2 separate regions of the Mus musculus genome follow, and region 2 is linked to region 1. Evidence: chromatin contacts called from public capture Hi-C data. All regions are on one chromosome and are shown on one strand. Each heading gives the region's core, a stretch centred on a gene start, on an enhancer-like site or on the middle of the called end of the contact. The rest is flanking DNA. Distances are from core to core; before and after follow the strand shown.

What was found. Capture Hi-C pulls out chosen DNA fragments and counts their contacts.
Region 2: a capture Hi-C map of bone marrow-derived macrophages shows a contact between it and region 1, with 2.6 times the contacts expected there. The contact joins two enhancer-like sites. A contact is called at or near these places in 1 of 15 datasets of contacts at CTCF or cohesin (the NIH/3T3 cell line), 5 of 484 Hi-C or Micro-C datasets (bone marrow-derived macrophages, embryonic fibroblasts, myocytes and 2 more), 5 of 115 datasets of contacts at active chromatin or transcription factors (the 230-238 cell line, bone marrow-derived macrophages, cardiomyocytes and 2 more) and 4 of 9 other capture datasets (adipose tissue, bone marrow-derived macrophages, liver and 1 more).

Annotation. Positions count from the first base shown.
Region 1 is chr3:126,624,502-126,627,022 of GRCm38.p6, reverse strand. All of the region lies in intron 2 of Camk2d (calcium/calmodulin-dependent protein kinase II, delta), which reads right to left. Among named protein-coding and RNA genes, the nearest start is that of Camk2d, 29 kb to the right of the region's middle. Within about 2 kb of position 1,257, at least 49 of the 459 cell types and tissues checked have an H3K27ac peak or open chromatin away from gene starts, as enhancers often do. A contact at or near this core is called in bone marrow-derived macrophages, where this site is marked.
Region 2 is chr3:126,769,854-126,772,374 of GRCm38.p6, reverse strand. Camk2d (calcium/calmodulin-dependent protein kinase II, delta) reads right to left here. Exons shown (of 21, transcript NM_001346635.1): 6 at 1,518-1,590. Among named protein-coding and RNA genes, the nearest start is that of Gm15551, 100 kb to the right of the region's middle. Within about 2 kb of position 1,259, at least 49 of the 459 cell types and tissues checked have an H3K27ac peak or open chromatin away from gene starts, as enhancers often do. A contact at or near this core is called in bone marrow-derived macrophages, where this site is marked.

The DNA.
Region 1 (2,521 bases), core at 8-2,507:
AGTTGCAAAAGGCTTTGGAATGCAATCTAAATGTCATTGCTGTTGCTGTTATTAATGTTTGTGGAGACTAAAAAAAAAATAACACCAATACATAATGCTCTTTTCCTAAGTGCTATGTAATATTATGTTCATTAATCAAGTTATCCCTAGCTTGCTATTTTCTAAGGATAGAAGCAAGCAGTGCTTCAAATCATGAAAATTATCTGAGTAAGGATTTCTGCTCCATCCTACAAGTTCTACCCCTTGTTTTAAGTCCACAGATTCCTGGGAAAATACTTAATGACTGACATGAGACTTGTGCCCCACTCCTTCCCTCTGACCCCTCTGGATGACAAGAAGTGGGTCATTCTACTTTCTAGTCTATAGTCTAGGCACCTAGGAGTAACAACATCTTTCTCCTTACGGTCAAAGCAATCCACTGCTGGGGGATTACACTGGTGTTTCCTGTGTTAAAGGTTAAATTATTTTGGATTCAATAAGACTTTTTAATGAATCTGCCTTAAATCACAAGTGTATTAATTCACAGAGGTGTCAGTTACAAGTAGTTCACAGAGTTTATTAGTATGAACTGAAGGCTGCCAGGAGTAATTAAATTGCAAAGGCCTTGCACAATTTGAGAGCTTGCTGACCCGAATAACTTTTGACTTTCCTAGTCTGTCCTGGTCGAGCTATCACATGATGTGAACTCACATAATGGGAATCAGGTAAGAGATATGATAACCATACTCACAGCAGAGATTTCAGTTCAAGCCTAATGTTTGTTCCACTAGACTTTCCATTTAAGATTGTAAATTTTTTTTGCATTCTATACTTTCTTAAATTATTTGAAGTTTGACTTTTCACACATTCAAACAAAAGAAGCTGAACTTTGAATTTTTTCTGCCCTTGGAGCTTAAGTTCATTCCATGTATTTGGAACTATAGGTATCTCTTCTGTGCTGTGCATCACGTAAAATACACACATCTACCTAGCATATATACATGGATATTAATAAAAGACAGGACTGGTTACCGCTTACAAGTGAGTTCAGACCAACAGTAAACATTCACACAAACATACAGCCTAAACGAACGAAGCGAAAGACTCCGTGTATGTTGTGACAAGTCACTGTGAGATGCTCCGAAGCAGAGCAGGAACCCTGCATGGGCAGAAAGTACAAAGCTGGGCCCTAATGGCAGATGGTGTGATGGGCGATCCACAGCCAGAACCATTCCATGGAATGGGGCTTCTGAGCGATTTCAAATGAGTCTCAGTATTTCTCCTTGACCTGTGACAGCTGCATGGTGTTTAGGGAAGGACTCCTGAGCCCCTGATGCCTCTGACACATTAAATGTCTGGTCACAAAGACCACAAAGGAAGCATCGAAGAGGAACTAGAGGCTGGTTCAACCTAAAAGCCCATTCTCAGCAAATACAAATCCCCTTCAATGGCTAAACTGAGCCCCTTTCCTGCCTTCTTCAGCTGAGTTTGTTTTCTATATGCTCCAGTTTTTCAAATGAAAAGTCAACGTGCTAGACACGTGCGCGAATTATAACACCAATGCTAAAACTATTGGAAATTGCTACTTCATCTATTGAAATCTTAGTTACAAGTCTAAAAGCAGAACTGTGGGGATGGGAGTCATTGCTTGGTGTGTTCTCACAGAAAGAGAAAAGGCCGAGTCATCTTTTTATGAACGTAGACGCATAAAAGCCCTGCTCAAACCTGTGGCTTCTCCAGTATGGGATTCTATAAATTCCTCTTCATAAACTGATTATTTGACAGATTCACTTTGTTCATGACTCAACAATGGGAAGCCAAGGGCCAGGCCAAACATGTGCAAAGGAGAGCACGTGTTCAACTTGCCTTTACATGAAAGGATGCTATTTTTAAGGAAACAACAACCTTAAGTTTTAAATAGGAGGAATCTCACCTAAGTTCTGTAATACACAGAGAGCATACGATTTCTTAACACTCGCTGTTAACTTTTTAAATAGACATTGAATATTTATTTCAGCACTAGGCTAGGATATAAAATAAAGTCTGTATACACAAACTCCTAGGAAACAATACAGACAACCAAGTATATCTTAAACATCTTATTTGGGATATTGGTAACAAGTGATTATTAATTTAATTCACTTGTTTCTAATTGTTTTTCCTCTTAGCTTTTTGTAAATAAAATTTTAAATGAGCATGGAAAACCCTCTGCTGATTCTTACTTCAGAGTGGACTCCAGAGGAAAAGTTACAGAAGTGTTTAGTGCAGAATGCCTTTAAAACTTGCAGAACCCTGCATCATTCTCTAGTTAGAGAATATCCGAGAATATGCTAGGCTGCCCTTCTACTTGGGTGCAGAGATTTCACAGATTTTATCATTCCATAGTAACTTTTCTGAATATGTAGCATACACGGATATTCATGAGCATGTCGATTGAACAGTGCCAATTGTTCAGGACTCTGGGTTGATGGCAGGAGAGAGGAAACCTGAAATATTAATGCCAAAGTGGCTTCCTGTGCAGGACCAGCTGCAGCCCAGAAGG
Region 2 (2,521 bases), core at 10-2,509, 150 kb before region 1:
TTCCTTATTTTTAAGAGACCTCAGTATTTTTATTTGTAGAAATTCAAATAAAAGAATCAATAAGCCTACAGTCCTAGAATTCTAAGAATTAATAGGAGGGAAAAGAGTTCAGGGCTCAAAATGGCACTTAATCACTGAACCTAAGCTGTGTTAATACTTTTTAAGATTATTTATATAATGTTAGATATATAGTATAAATGTAAAATATCATGTATGATCAAAGTGTACTGAAAATCATAAATCTTAAAGTCAAGTTAAATTCCATGCCCATTCCCTGGGGTATGGAAATAAAGCACGTTACTTATTGTTAACGTTAGCAAACTATTCCTTTCTGAAAGACAGGAATTTATCAGTTTCAAGGATATGTTAGGAGCTGAATGGAGGCTGTGGTAGAGGAAGCACTTGGATTCATGTATGGAACGAGTCCACATATTGCTTGAGTGTTTGCCTTTCCGGGCATAACTGCAGCTGAACAGTCATTAGAAACTGTGTGGCTCTTTCTTCATCTTCTCCAACAGCTTTACTCACCTTTAGGTCCCGATGGACTACGCCCATCTGATGGCAGTGTAGCACAGCCTCCAGGATCTGCTGAATGCAATGACTGCATGCAAACACCAGGGGGCGTGTGTTAGTTCCCAAGCTTACACTCACTGTCTGTATACCCTCAGAGAGACCGGGTTAGAGAGCAAAGCTAGCAGACAACTTGTGTTGTGGTTGACCTCCTTCAGTAATAGAAACACATTGCTCAAGGAGAATGACTACTACCTCGGAACAGTGAGGATATGACCAGCCAAGAGCCATGATGAGAATCTATGTGGACAATATCATTTTGTTCTAGAGCTCATTTCCTGGTTATAAATTCTTCCAGAAAACGAACAGGAACACAAATGTTATCTCTGTAGTTGTGGTATGCTATCACTTTATCCACATAAAATCTTTGCCAATTCTTTCCCATTTTTCAAGTATGGTTCTAAAAGTCCCAATAGCACACAAGGCACCATTGGATTTAAGTGAGGACGCGTCATGAATTTTTGACAATCATGGACTTCTTGAGCTGCATGCAGTCTAGCTGGCAATCATTACCCTTTGCCTGGGGTTTGTCAGGCTCAGGTGAGCAATGTGTAGCCAGTCGTCCTGCTTCAGCAACCCATGGCCTCAGAACAGAAGTGGTGTTTAAATCTACAGGCGGACATACATCACAGACCAAGTTCATTCCAGGCCAATGCTGGACAATTCAGGAAAGCCTGCCCTCTAATCGCCTCTGGTAATTTACTGCTTGGAAACGGCGTGCCGTATTGATGTTGTTCTTCCCTTCCTGCTATGATGTATATGTAGCCTGTAGATGAGCAAACTGAAAAGGCAGCATGCATTGTCATTCATTATTCATTTCAAGATAGAGTTGGGAAAGGCATTTTGAACACCATTTGAAATGCAGCCCCCCGACCTCTGCCCTTTCCCCAGAAGAATAAAACCAAAGAAACTTCTTTGATTCAGATTTATGGACTCCATATACTGACCTTCAGGTCCCTGTGAACTATGCCATTTAGGTGACAATGATTTACACTCTCTAGAATCTGTTGTATACAATGACTGCAAAGATACAAGGGCAGAATGGGAGGGAGAACATTTTAAAGGCACATAATCACATTGGATTAAAAAAAATAAATAAAATGAAGGTTCCAACAAAACAAAACAAAACAAACAAACAAAATTATATTTATTCACACTTTTCTTAGCTTTACACCAGCATTTAAATAACGTTGAATAAAGCTAAATCTGATTTTTACTAAAATGACATCCAACATAGAATTTGTGACATAGTCAGACAAAACAATTTAAGCTGTGCTTCCTCTTGTTGGTCTACAGATAAAAGCAGAGGTGAGAGAAATTGAGGTTCATATTCTGAAAGGAAATTGGATGCTTTAGTTCCCAAAATGGTCTGGAAAGATTATCTAGAGATGCCCAATTTCCATGTGCTTGTCATACACAATCCAAACTGTTTGAGATCTGAGGTCACAAGCAAACGGGTTGAAACGAGAGGGTAGACACAGACGAAGTGGTAAGTGAAACAGGGATTTCAAAAAAAGAGGAAGGACACACGTACCAGTGATTTAGAAGGGGTGCTTCCTGTACGACACAGGGATAAGAAAATGAATGCAAGCTCCAAGAGGAGACGGGGGAACAAAGTTGACCCATGACATAAAATAAACTGCTTACTGTAAGAAGACTCTGGGGAGGGGCAGAGGAGCTTACAAAGAAGTTTAAGATCCTCTGGGGAACTGGTAACTGTGAACTCTATTTCCACCCACCCACTCTAGAGAAGGACCCTTTACTTATTGCCATGTTAAAAGGCACCAAGGATGCTACTCTTACTAGACGCTTACTAATTTCGTCAGCTGCTAATCAGATTAGAGTAAATCTTTTGCCTGGCAGCCCCAAGTCCCCAATAAGCTGTCACCTGACACACAATAACGCAGAACACACCACACTGACACGTCTTTGTACACATTGACTGTGCAGT